Linked DNA regions of Mus musculus: region 2 is linked to region 1. A link is a contact called in public Hi-C data. All regions are on one chromosome and are shown on one strand. The core of a region is the stretch at or near the end of the contact, and the rest is flanking DNA. Distances in the headings are between cores, read along the strand shown.

What was found. Hi-C and Micro-C count contacts between places; a contact is called where the count stands out from the background.
Region 2: a Hi-C map of the P5424 cell line shows a contact between it and region 1, with 1.9 times the contacts expected there. The contact joins two enhancer-like sites. A contact is called at or near these places in 3 of 39 promoter capture datasets (3T3-L1-derived adipocytes, the HPC-7 cell line and liver), 7 of 484 Hi-C or Micro-C datasets (the P5424 cell line, bone marrow-derived macrophages, embryonic stem cells and 2 more), 2 of 115 datasets of contacts at active chromatin or transcription factors (both in embryonic stem cells) and 3 of 9 other capture datasets (adipose tissue, liver and pancreatic islet).

The regions. Positions count from the first base shown.
Region 1 is chr7:81,475,069-81,481,859 of GRCm38.p6, reverse strand. It overlaps Ap3b2 (adaptor-related protein complex 3, beta 2 subunit), which reads left to right. Exons shown (of 26, transcript NM_021492.3): 5 at 3,794-3,954; 6 at 4,206-4,272; 7 at 4,362-4,544; 8 at 4,631-4,914; 9 at 5,065-5,119; 10 at 5,509-5,580. Among named protein-coding and RNA genes, the nearest start is that of Ap3b2, 15 kb to the left of the region's middle. Within about 2 kb of position 1,914, at least 16 of the 459 cell types and tissues checked have an H3K27ac peak or open chromatin away from gene starts, as enhancers often do. A contact at or near this core is called in the P5424 cell line, where this site is marked.
Region 2 is chr7:81,622,278-81,629,263 of GRCm38.p6, reverse strand. Homer2 (homer scaffolding protein 2) reads left to right here. Exons shown (of 9, transcript NM_001164086.1): 4 at 4,920-5,012. Among named protein-coding and RNA genes, the nearest start is that of Gm51279, 12 kb to the right of the region's middle. Within about 2 kb of position 4,158, at least 3 of the 459 cell types and tissues checked have an H3K27ac peak or open chromatin away from gene starts, as enhancers often do. A contact at or near this core is called in the P5424 cell line, where this site is marked.

The DNA of each region.
Region 1 (6,791 bases), core at 665-3,164:
AAAACACTCCCCAAACCTTCTAGAACAGTTGTCAACAAAATGCAAAATGTTCAAATATTATTTAGGTCTTGTAGGCTATAGTGTCTCAAACATGCAATTGCTAGATTTTGTGTTAAAGAAATGGGCATAGTCATATTCTAATAAATCTTTATTCTAAAAAAAAAAAAAGAAATAAGCAGCTAATAGATTGGTCCTGAGGTCAGTGGATTAACAGCCTTTGTTGTTGAACATCTCTGATACATCTCCAGTGGCAGGGACCACACTCCTTCAGAAAGCCATAAGGCATACCCCTTGTCCTTTTTTTCAAGACAGGGTTTCTCTGAGTAGTCTTGGCTGTACTGGAACTCATTCTGTAGACCAGGCTGGCCTCAAACTCAGAGATCCACCTGCTTCTGCCTCCCAAGTGCTGGGGTTAAAGGCGTGTGCCACCACACCCTGCTCCATTTGTATCCTAACCACTCATTACATTATATTGAAGCTTCTGTACTATAATTTTTAAAATTTGGTTTGTCTCTTGTCTATCTCCCTTGCTTTTCATATGTATATACTTATTCTTTTTTAAAATTATATTTCTTTACTTTGGTGTGTGCAAGCGTGTGTGGTGGTCAGGGCTCCTTCCATCCTGTGGACCCCAGGAATCAAGTTCAGGAGAATCAGATTTAGTGACCGAGAGCTTTAGCCCCTGAGTCATCCCGCTGGCCCCCGTGTTTTCTCTTTGCTGATTGGTTATGCATTCCTAAACAATGAAGCATTGTTTTGTAAATGGTCTGAGTTTTCAGGCGCATTGTGTATTCACGGTTCTCCTTTCATCAGCTAACCTGAAGCCTTGTTTCTGTTTTTTTCTTTTTATCTACTTTTCTTTAAGCCCTGTGGTTGACAAACAGATAATCTGGACTTCTGTCATTCCGTCTCTGTGGGTGGCCCCCTGGGATCTCCCGTGAAACACAGTGTTATTTAATTAGTTTTCTGGCATCACTAATCCAGATCCTTGGCAGTGCTGGAGCTTGAACCAGGCCCTCACACTTGCTTCTGGGCTCCTTCCTCAGCCCCCCTCACACGCAGACCACACCCCCCCACGCCCTCTTCAGTCGTCGCCGTCCCCCCCCCCCCCGCCCCCCTCCGGTATTTCTTTTGGTGTTTTTAAACAGGGCTGGCCAGGAACTTGCCATGTTGTACAATGCCGTAACTCACAATTCTCCTTCAGTCTTCCTAGTACTGAGGCTAAAGATGTACACAGTCATATCTGGCTCATCCTCGGCCCTTTTTATTTATTTTTTATTTGGGGGCACAGCTTTACTAAGTTGCGCAGGGTGGCTTCAAACATTCAGCCATGCCTCTGCTTCTCTAGGAAAAGGGACTGCACGCCCCACATCAAGTCCACGGCTTTGAATGTCAGTTTTGTCCCTTACTTTGTGTCTCCGACCAAAACAGTGGCCGTTATTTGGAGCACGGCATCGGCTTGCAGTGTGTGGCATATAGTGTCTCCAGGTCATCAGTTTTGTTGATAAATTAAGTTGTGGTCTCATAGAACTCTATAGTCAGCCAGTATCTTTTTTCTATCTTACTTTGGAAGATCCTAAATAGCAAGGAGAAAAAAAAATTTAATAATACCTTTCATGTGTAAAGGGCTATGAGAATACACAGATAAAATATGCAGTATGGAATTTTCTGTAAGTGTGTGTTTTTCCTCCCAGCCCCAAGCTCCTGAAAATAATGACTCTGAGACTCAAATATATTTACAAATACCTAGGCCATATAGTTAGACTTATTCCCTGACTGGTTTATAATTTAATAATCCCATTATTCTAAGTTCTGCCATGTGCCTGTTTACCTGACTATCTTCCTCTATATCTGGGGCCCAGTCATCCTGAGCCTGGCTCTAGCCCAGAATCCTTACTGCCTATTGGATGTTCCACCTTCTATTTCCTGCCTCAGCTACAGGCCAATCAACTTGGATTGACAGGTGTTGCATCCATACAGAACACAAGAGACTTTCTCTACAAAAAGAAAGATCTACACTCTGCTCCTAAAATGCTAACGTGATGATGTGAAATCGAAGGCCTATATATCAAGAGGGGCAATGCAGGAAGTGTTAGGAAAGACTCCCAGAACGCCTTGCTGGAATCAAGAGCCACAGTGATAACATCTGCCAGCCTAATTACCTCTCCCCAAGTGAAAGCAGATGTTTTTGTCCCTGTGATCATTCCAAAATTTAAAAAAAAAAAAAATGGTAAAACAAAGCAGGCCAAGTTTTAGTGGTTGATGTCATACATTTGTTGAAGAAAATACAGGCTCCTGCTTTTCAAATAAGTGCTGTTAAACCATTAAAAACCAATTTCAGAATTTTGCCAGCGATTACCATCGTTCACCCTTGACTTTGTGGGTCTCTTTGTTCAGTTGAGAAATCAGGGTCACAGCTGCCTTCCTGTGTAGTGCTCCAGCTCACTTGTCTACCATTCTGCAGGATTAGGAGCTGGTTACAAGAAATGGTTCTCAACCTTCCAAATCCGTGACCTCCTGTGTTGACCCCCAAACATAAAACTGTTTTCGTGGTTACTTCATAACTGTAATTTTGCCACTGTTCCAAATCATAATGTAAATACCTGACATGCAGGAGATCTGATATGTGACACCCTCCCCCCCCCCCCCGGAAGCGGTTGAGACTCATTGGTCTATAACTACGGTAGGAAGATAGTGCTAAGCTCTGAGATCTGAGCAAGTGGATACATGCTGTTATCAGGCATGTATGGGATGCCGTCTGAACAGGAGAAGCCCACACGATGTGGGTTTTAAATATCAGAGAAGGGCAACTTTTGATAGGCTACTGGGGGAGGGGTGTGGAACGGTCAACTCTGGAAGAGAGCAGCCTGCATTTCTGGCAGGCTCTGGAGGTATATGGCAGCATCTGGAGGTATATGGCAGCATCTGGAGACAGATGCTGGCTCCTGAGAAAGTCTTTGAGAAGCTATGGAAGTTCTGCAGTTTTCTAACTTTCTGAAACAAAGCCGCTTCTTGACACACTGGTTTTGGCACCACGTTTTGGCAGCCAGAGCCAAGAGGTGGTGGCCCCAAGTGTTCAACAACACTGTCCCTGCTGAGACACAACACACACATCTACTCACCCCAGATAGGGAGCCCATGACAGACCAGACCAAAGTGTGGCTACCATCCAAGTCTAACCTGGAGAACCAATAAGTTTTATTGGGGTTACCTACAGGAGCAGAAATGACTCAAAGACAGCCACATCACCAAGGCCACCCCAGCCAGCATGGGTGACAGCTCACAAAAGCTGGGATCTTGGAGCCCACAGCACAGCCTGCAGGCAGCTCAGCAGGTTGCAGAGTGTGCTTTGCAGGTGACTCTGGTTTAAAGCTCTTGCAGGCAGCTGCTTCCCCCAGGCAGCTGGTCTGGTCTCAGACTCTGTGCAGCTTAGCTTGGCTGAGAGTTGACTTTGCAGCTTAGTTGGCTCCTCTGCTTCTTGGCAGCTCAGCCTCTTTTAGTCTGAGAGGACTCTGAGCTTGTATTGCTTACTCTGGCAGAGAGGGGCCTAGTCAATGTGGCCAGTTTCAGGGTCTTCTTGAAGCTATGGAACTTTCCTGCAGGATGGAATGTTTCAATCTCAGAGGAAACTATACAGGACACCAAGGTACCAGACACAAGCTAGCCCTTGTCAGGAGGTAGGGAAGCAAGTCCTGGTGGTAGGAGCCAGGAATGGTGATTCCCCAAGGCGTGAGATCTTCCCATTAGGGAACATAATGCCTTCTCGGGCCTCTGTCTCTACTTCTGCCTGTAGGATCCCAACCAGCTGATCCGTGCCAGTGCGCTCCGGGTTCTCTCTAGCATCCGTGTGCCCATCATAGTGCCCATCATGATGCTAGCCATCAAGGAAGCTGCCTCGGACATGTCACCCTACGTTCGGAAAACAGCTGCTCATGCCATCCCCAAACTCTACAGGTGTGCCCCAGCTTTGCCCTTTGTCTTCCAGGGCCGGGGTACCTAAACTCCCAGCCCACCCCTGACCTTACCACGGTTTTGCAGGCTGCTTCTCGTCTGGAATAAGATAGTTTAGGGATCTGACAAATACTGGCCAGAATGGGGGCTCACATCTCTTGTTGAGTGTGCATGTGTGTGAGCCAGGCTGGGGCAGCTGTTGCGGAGCCTGGGGATAGGAAGGACCACATTCTCAGTGATTGTTTCTCCCTCAGTTTGGACTCCGATCAGAAGGACCAGCTGATAGAAGTCATTGAGAAGCTTTTGGCAGATAAGACCACGGTGGGTATTATGAGAAGGCAGGAGGAGCGGTGGGAAAGGTTCATATCCTCTGCCCTTCCCATTTACATCCTCTTGCCTTGCTTCTCCAGCTGGTGGCAGGCAGTGTAGTGATGGCCTTTGAAGAGGTATGTCCAGAACGTATTGACCTGATTCACAAAAACTACCGGAAGCTCTGCAACCTGCTCATTGATGTGGAGGAGTGGGGCCAGGTGGTGATTATCAGCATGCTCACGCGTTATGCGCGAACGCAATTCCTGAGCCCTACGCAGAATGTGAGCACGAGGTTCCCAACCTTCCTGCGGAGGGGCGGGAGGCCACCCAGGGAAGATGTCCATACACACAGCTGTATCTCTTTCAGGAGTCCTTGCTGGAGGAGAATCCCGAGAAGGCCTTCTATGGCTCCGAGGAGGACGAGGCCAAAGGCCCTGGATCAGAGGAGGCAGCCACTGCGGCGCTGCCCGCTCGGAAGCCCTATGTAATGGACCCAGATCACCGGCTGCTGCTGCGGAACACCAAGCCCCTGCTGCAGAGCCGCAGCGCCGCGGTGGTCATGGCGGTGGCGCAGCTTTACTTCCACCTAGCGCCTAAGGCAGAGGTGGGCGTCATCGCCAAGGCGCTGGTACGCCTGCTGCGCAGCCACAGGTACAGAGAGCCCTGCCCCCTCCGCAGCCAGGTCCCACTTTTCTCCCATCAGTTCCTTCCTCCCAGCTGTTTGGCTAACCTCTCTTCCACAACCCACCGCCCCGGCCCCATCTGAGGGGTTCAGAAACCTCTAACCCATCCTTTCCACAGTGAGGTGCAGTACGTAGTGCTCCAGAACGTGGCCACCATGTCCATCAAGCGCAGGGTGAGCGTGCATTCAAGGCCTGCTCCTAGCTCCTGTGGGCTCTGTGGGAGCTGTTGGGAACTCGGGTGGGACGCCCAGGGTTGCAGGGAAAGATGGGGAATTACAATTACCCTGTGTGCAGGGTATAGGTTTTTTTCAAGACCCCAAATGCAAACCAGGAGCCGGGTCTAGATCCTGAAGGGGCCATGGTGGGGGTGGGGGTGGGGATGCCAATGAGAAAGAGTAAGTCAGATTTGAGATGGGTGCGGAACTTGAGGCAAGGATGACAGCGTTGAGATGGAAGGGTCGGGTCATGGGGTCTATGGTGGGAGCGGCAGGTGTCTCTGGAAGAGGTAGATCTGGGACTGTGGTGGGATCCCCAGGAATACTATCTCTCTCTCTCTTGCCAGGGTATGTTTGAACCCTACCTGAAGAGCTTCTACATTAGGTCCACGGATCCTACCCAGATCAAGATCCTGAAGGTGAGTGCACGGCCTCTGATCCCAGCTAACCTGCTTGAATACCAGCCCGGTTAACTGATACTGGACACATTGGTGCCTGCCTCTTTGTGAAGCCTACCCTGTTATGATCTTGAACGCCGCGTGGCTTCAGGACTACACCAGACCAAACAGTTCCACGTGAGGTTTATTGGGAGAGAGAGGGGCAAGGTGGCAGTGGAAAGAAAAGGGGGGGGGGAGAGGGGGGAGGGGCAGGTGTTCCTCTTATATATGTAGATGGTGACGTGGTCACAGGTAAAGATGGGAGGTAAGTCCAATGGATTCTGGGAATATGGTGGCCATTGTCTTGGCAACAAGTGTGTAGTCGTGTTGTCGCCTATGTGATGTCACAGGTTTCAGAGGTCCTGGTACCAACATACTGCAGATAGGGAGCCCATGACAGACCTAAGGACAGATATCACCCAAGTCCAACTTGGGTGAACCAATAAGATTTTGGGGGTGGGGATGGGGTTACTTACAAGACTATATGGGTGAGGGGTTACTTACAGGAACAGAAATGATTAAAAGACAGCCACATCACCAAGGCCACCCCAGCCAGCATGGGTGACAGCTCACAAAAGCTGGGATCTTGGAGTCCACAGCACAGCCTGCAGGCAGCTCAGCAGGTTGCAGAGTGTGCTTTGCAGGTGACTCTGGTCTAAAGCTCTTGCAGGCAGCTGCTTCCCCCAGGCAGCTGCTTCCCCCAGGCAGCTGGTCTGGTCTCAGACTCTGTGCAGCTTAGCTTGGCTGAGAGTTGACTTTGCAGCTTAGTTGGCTCCTCTGCTTCTTGGCAGCTCAGCCTCTCTTAGTCTGCTTACTCTGGCAGGGAGGGGCCTAGAGAATCTGGTCAGTTTCAGGGACTTCTTGATGCTGTTGTGAGTTGTTTTCCTTCCTGCTCTTGAGCTTCCAGTAGGATAGAATGTTTCAATCTTGGAGGAAAACGGTTACACAACTGCGTGGTATGCAGCAGACACTTCCCAGAATAACTTAATTTTCATAATCACCCCCAAAGCCTGTATCGCTTGCATTTTATATTTTAATTGTAGACTCCAGGAAGTGATGTTACTAGTGTGAAGTCATCAAACTCTGCAGTTCTGTCTCTCATGTACCTGCCCCTTCAGACTTTCTGGAACACATACACCAACAGGCAAAGCGTTGGGATCCTGTGCCTCCTTCCCTTTCCCATTCTAATGCTT
Region 2 (6,986 bases), core at 2,909-5,408, 150 kb before region 1:
AAACAAACCAGTGCTAGACATCTTCTTTGGCTCTCTTGCAAGCCCTGGGTGCCCAGCCTTTCATTCCAAAACAAACAGAATAAAGAATAAAGTCGGTTGCCATGATGAACCTGACCAACCCCATCACTCCTCACCATTCCAGACAACGGTGAGATTCCGTTAAGCTAGTAGAAAAGAAAGCACTCAGGTTTTAATAGATAAGCAACAGAGTTCAGATCTTCAGGAGCCACCTCACCCCCAAATAGCCACACAAGAGGTCAAGCATTCTTGCTTTTCATAAATGATGACAGTTTTGATTAAAATGATTGTAACTTTAGAAACTTTATAAAATGACCTCAGAATTAAAAACAACAACAACATACCAAAAATACTTGGCAATATATTTCAGAAAACCCTGTATTAAATGTTCTTCTATCTGTAAGTCTCACTTAGGAAACTGTAAGGAAATATTGGTGGCATGGTGTAGCTACTACAGGGATATTCTTGCCCGGTCAAAGTAAGAAGCAAACAAGCAAACATAAGGAACCTGGTTAACGGGACGAGGTGACGCACGTCTTTAATCCCAGCGCTCGGGATGCAGAGGCAGACAGATCTCTGTGAGTTCCACGTTAGTCAAGGCTATATAGTGAGACCCCATATTTAAAAAATAAAAAGAAGGGCTCAGCCGTTAAGAGCACTGACTGCTCTTCCAAAGGTCCTGAGTTCAAATCCCAGCAATCACTTGGTGGCTCACAACCATCCATAAGGAGATCTGATGCCCTCTTCTGGAGTGTCTGAAGACAGCTACAGTGTACTTACACATAATAAATAAATAAATTTTAAAAAATAAAAAGAAAGAAAGGAAAAAGAAAATTGATTAAATAGCCTCGTGCGTCCTTCAGGATAATATTGTGCGGCGCTGAAGATAATCTAGTAGAAGGTCATACAAATGCTTGAAGTATTAATGCCATATTATTAATTTCAGAATTGGCTATGAGGTGAGATCTGCAGTGTCATTTAAAAGAAGTGATGAATGCATGTATACATATAGAAATATGTCAGAACTTTATTGGCTAGAGCTCTTCTTTAGGTGATGAAACCGTAGGTTTTAAAAGCATCCTTTTCTGGGGCTACTGAGATGGCTCAGCAGGTAAGGCGCTTGCCCACGCATATCCTCCTGAGTTTGATCCCCGAGACCCATGTCAAAGTGCAGAGAGAAACTGCCACAGGCTATCCTCCAACAGACACAATAATAGCAAAAAATTAAAACAGTATTTTTCTATGCTTGCACACATATATGCTTTTTAATATAATAAGGTAGAAATATTAGAAGGCTTTAGACCCAGAGGTGGTCTCCACTGGATGATAACTTCCTGGGTCTTCCGCTCCTGCCTCGGCTCTCCCGGTAGCGTTCTCCCGGCCTGCTCACGGGCTTTGGATCACATCCAGGTTTTCATTATTGTGGATAATTCTGGGATTATGATCACTGCATTGAAGGCCCCCTTTTTTCATATCCTCAATTATTTTCTCTGTGGTTTCCCGGGAGCTCTATCACTGTGTCGGTAGGTATGAGTATTTTTGTCACTCACAATATGTACTTCCAAATTGCTTCTCAGTGGGGCTGTACCAAAACACGGACCAAGACCAGAACGAACTTGCCAGCACCCGGGTTTAGGATTGTGTTTAGCCTGTGCTAATTTTACAGGCAAAGAATGGCACCTCATTATTTTTGCTTCAAATTTCCAGCCAGGCTGTACAACCCTAGTTATATGCTGTTTATTTGCTGTATTTTGCTCATGAATCTCACCACTTATTTATTGGCATTTTTTATATTTTCCTTTTCATCGTGTGTGAACTCTGTCAAGCAGTAATGGTCCTTTTTTGTGTTATCCTCTCCCGGCTGAGGACAGTTCCCTGGCTGCTGTTTCCCTTCTGAGTGGGGATTTGCTTTTTGTTTGTTTGTTTCTTTTGTTTTGTTTTTTGTCTTTGTTTTTTGTTTTTTCTCCATTTAAAAGCTTTGAATTATTGCATCTTCAAACCTGTCACTTCTATGACTTTCTTTCATGTCTTCCAAGCTGTGGATTGATAAATGCTTGATTCTGATTGCACCCAGGACTGATTTCCAAAGTTGGTCTTTTTCATAACTGCCTTTTAATTCATCAGGGGCTCGGCACACTTGCCTCCTACTCACTGTGGCTGAATAACTTCTACATTCACCGGCTGTTTGCCTTCTGCCCTGAGCTCAGTTTCCTTTAGTTGACAAGACATAGTTCTCAGGGCTCATTCCGCTCTGTCCTGTATCAACTGGTAATGTATAGGTTTTGTTTGTTTAGGTTTTTGTTGTTGTTGTTGGTTTTGCTGCTGTTGTTTTCTGGGGAGTTGTTTTTGCTTTTTGAGATAGAGTCTCACACTATAGTCCAGGCTTAGAATTCATTGTGTAGCCAAGGCTTGGTGGCTTTCAACTCTGAGTAGTCCTCCTGCCTCAGCTTCTCAAGTGCTGAGATTATGGCATGAGCCACCGTGCTCAGCTTATAAAACATTTTAAATGAGCATTTCCTGAAACTGTATCTGAGACACTATATGCATGCAGTACCTGAAGAGGCCAGAAGAGGGCACCAGAACACCCAGAACTGGAGTTGTGAACTCCCTTGTGGCTGCTGGGAACCAAAGCCCTGCAGTCTACAAGGTCACTAAGTGCTCTCAAAGCTAAGCCATCTCTGGCCGCACTCTTCTTTCTTGTTACTTTAAAGCTTTTCTTTCCCCCTGAAATTTCCTTTTTACTTTGTGTCTGTTTGAATATGAGCAAAATCCTTTACAGACTTAGAGTTCCGGAGCTCACAGCATGCCTGTGCCTGTTCTCTGCCCGGGGCAGGGTGTCGGAGTTTTCCAGGAGAGGCAGGGCCTCTCCCCATCGTGGTCCCTCTAAGAGGGAGTGGCATTATCCATCCGTCCCCAATTAGTCTCATGTGCCTAAGCAGCAGAGATGGTTTTCCTCTGACAGCTTTGGAGTGGTCAGGTTTGAAGCCTTGTGTCTGTGGCTTGGTTAGTGGGTCTGTGGAGGGAGGGGGGCGGGGTGCAGCACAGGCTGGAATAGGAAGTGTGCCCTTTTCTCCTCATATGGGGTTCTGTCTGCTGGGGTCCAGAAAGCAGGCTCAGAGGAGAGAGCCTGTGTTCACACATAAATGAGCATATAACAGAGCCTCCAGAATTGTCAGGGTCTGGCAGCCTGCTGGCTTTTCCTGTTTCTCATTGTTGCCATTTTAGCCTTCTTAGATATACAATACCAGCATTATCTTTAAGTAATTCAATGGTCTAATGGTATACTGCTAATTAAACTCTTGCCTGTCAGTGACTCTGAGCCAGTAACTGGTGTGATTACCCTGTGACTTTAGGATTTTAAAAAAGATTCTCTGAGCGCTTACTTTAGATTATGTGTATGTGTGTGTCTGTGTGGGGAGGGTTATGTACTTAAGTGCAGTGCACAGAGATTCCAGAAAAAGGAGTTAGGTCTACTGGAGCTGAAGTTACAGGTGGTTGTGAGCCATCTGACCTGGGAACGAGGAACCAAATTCAGGCCCTCTACAAGAGCGCTGTGTTCTCTTAACTATTGAGCCCTCTCCCTAATCCTGACTTTAGGATTTTTAAGTTATAGAAATATAGGGCTGGAGAGATGGCTCAGTGTTTAAGAGCACTGACTGCTCTTCTAGGGGTCCTGAGTTCAATTCCCAGCAACCCCATGGTGGCTCACAACCATCTGTAATGGGACTTGATGCCCTCTTCTGGTGTGTCTGAAAACAGCAACAGTGTACTCACATACATAAAACAAATAAATAAATAAATCCTTTTAGAAATATAGCAATATTAAAACATTTTAAAAATAGAGAACGTAGGATAATAAACTGTGTATCAGCCAGATGTCTGTTAATTGTGTTGGTTGGTTTTCTCGTTGCTGTGACAAATGCAACCTAAAGAAGGGTTTCTTTTGGCTCCTGCTTTGAAGGTGTAGTCCCTCGGGGTAAGGAAGACAGGAAGTGGCTGGCTTGGTCCCACTGCGTCTGTAGACAAGAAGCAGGGAGATGAACGCTGGCCCTCAGCTCTTATTGCCTCCCCTTAGCATCCCCAGATCTCAGCCCATAGGATTGGGTCTACGCTCAGGGTGTGTCCTCCTCCTGTATGCTCAGAGTGTGTCCTCCTTGGTAACACCTCTTTGGAAGACTATAAAGAAGTGCGCCTCCAAGGTGATTGCAAATCTAATCAAGCTGACTGCGAAGATTAACCACCACTTTAACATTTTATCATGCTTCGCCTTTCTTGCTGAAGCATTTCAGAGTAAATTGTGTGATAATTAAAGATCTAATCATAGGCTGTTTATGGCATTTTGCTGTCTGGTACCTAAAGCCTTCCCCCTAACATTTTAGGTGTCTGTTCTTTTGTTGCTACTGCTGTTCTGCCGTGGTGGTGGCGGCGTCAGTGTGACGGGGCCTCATTGTTCATAAAGCAGGCTGCCCTACACCTCTTTTTGTGGCATGAGCTGGCTTTGAACTTTCAATTCTCTCAGCGCAGCCTCCCAAGTTCTGGAGTTGCAGGTGTGCACATGGCAGCCGGCAGCTGGCCTTCTTTCCCTTTCCCCTGGCATGGCTTCCTCCTGTGATGTCTTTGTCTTAGTTACTGTGAATCAGAGGATTTTAAATTCGTGCTTCCTCTCAGTTACTGCATCCAGCTAGCCACAGGAACTCTGAGACTGGTTCCAGTCTGACCATGATCGGTGGTGTTTATTGGAAAAAGGAATTTCTTATCTTATTTCCTTTGAATGGCAGAATTTTTCTGCCATTTGTACAGAATTTATAGGCTTAACGTGGATACAAAATAATAAAGGTAGGTACTGGATATGGCCACGAATAAGATTAAAGTAAGTCCTAATAACTGTTCCATATGTTCAGTTTGCAGAGAAGTTCCAGGAGGTAAGAGAAGCTGCCAGGCTAGCCAGAGACAAGTCCCAGGAGAAAACCGAGACCTCCAGCAATCATTCCCAAGTAAGTAAGTCATTTGTCCCCGAGATGCATCTGAGTGTGATCAGTAATTGAGATTCCTTACTCCTTGTCACTTCTGGCAAGAAATGGGTAATTTTAGCAGCAGGATATTCTGAAGGAATTTTTTTTCTTTCAACTATTAGCCTGCTCTCGGTGAGATACAAGTGACATGTGTTCATGAGACTTGGAATGTCTCAGGTGTGGTACTGTATTTTTGAGGAAAGCCACTGATGCAATCGGAGTCACCTGGTCCTGGCCCATGAAGAACTTCTGCAGTCACTGTGTTTAAAGGTCAGGGTGTGGCTTTGTGGCACAGCACTCACTTAGCCTGCTCAAGGCCAGGATTTGGTATGGGGCTTGGTTAGCGCACAAAGTTTGCGGTAAGACATATCATGCTCCATCAGGGTTGGTGATTTCTTGAACTCTAGCAGCCTGGAGGACAGGCAGTGTTTACATGTGTGTTCACGGATCATTTGGAAGTCCGTAGCAGGATGTTCCTGCTCACTAGGGAAATGTTTGTTACGGGAGAGCTCCAAGCCTCTCCCTGTCTGAACAGAAGGCAGATAGAGGATGGTGTCCCCTCAGTTCTAAGTCTGAGAGATCCTGCTTTGCCAGGGTTTGAGTAGTCTGTCTGTCTGTCTGCTTAAAAGCATGACAATGATGGCTATAAAGGACCCATTTTTAACCTGAAATAAAAAGAAAAAGGCACCAGCATACCTGATGTCTTTGTTGATAAGAAAAGGCTTAATCATCGTGGAGGTAGGAATGGGGACGGACAGGGGACTCCAGGAGCAGGACTGGGATTTGGTCGAGAATGATGGTTGAGCCAAACAGCCTGGATGTCTGTCTGTCCTGCATACCTGTGCATCAGGGATGGAGATAAGTCTGGAGACACTGTGAGGTCTGGGAGTCTTCGTTATTTATCATCCAGCTCATTAACCAGGCGGTCAGTAGCCTTCGGAGTTATTATAGGACATGAGTAAGAGGTGTAGGTACTGAGGAAGGACGTGTCCCATAAGGCTGCAGGGGCTGGGGGTGGGGAGGATAGCTTAGCCTGGGTTGCTGTGTCAGAAAGAGGTCAGCTCCAATGAGAGAACCAGGAAGACTGGGTATCTGAAACAGTCATGTCCGACACTCAGGACTGGGCTCAGCAGGGGCCCCCGGGAAGGAGAAACCCCAGTGTGACACCCAGAGGCGGAGCAGAGTCACAGAGGGTGCCAGCCACCGGGACCTGCATTTGCCAGCAGACTTGGAGGCTGGGATGATTGGCACAGGCAGACCTAGGTCTCTAGACTTATACACCCACTGGGCTTGCCATAGAGAATCCAGGAGGAGCTATAGATTGAATATATGCTAGGCTTCTGGTGGATGGGAACTTTAACTACTCCCTGATCCAAGTGACAGCTTGATTTACTGTGATAATTATTGAGTAATCACATGAGATCTTGAAATGGAAATGTGGGTAGGAACTCATTTTTTTTTTCATTTTTAAAAAATCTGCTGTATGTTTGTGTGTGTGTGTGTGTGTGTGTGTGTGTGTGTGTGTGTGTGTGTGTGTCTGCATGTCATGTACTGGGGACGGTGCCTGAGGAGGCCAATAGCCTCAGGTCCCCTGGGGCTGGAATTGCAGGCTGTGATAAATCACCTGATAGAAATCACAGATGCTAGCAATTGAACCGGGCTCCTCTGGGAGAGGAATATGCATGCTTTGTCGTTGTTGTTGTTTATTTTTTTGTTCTTGGGACAAGGTTTCTCTGTGTAGCCCTGGTTGTCCTGGAACTTGCTATGTAGACCAGGCTGGCCTTGAACTCTGAGATCCCCTGCCTCTGCCCCCTGAGAGCTAGGGCTAAAGGCCTGCTGTACCACTGTCTGGCTGTAATAGGCACTCTTAACCACTGAGTAATCTCTCCAGCCCGCACCCCATAATGGGCATTTTTAAACGGTCGATTCACTCTGCAGAAATGGTTCCTGACAAAG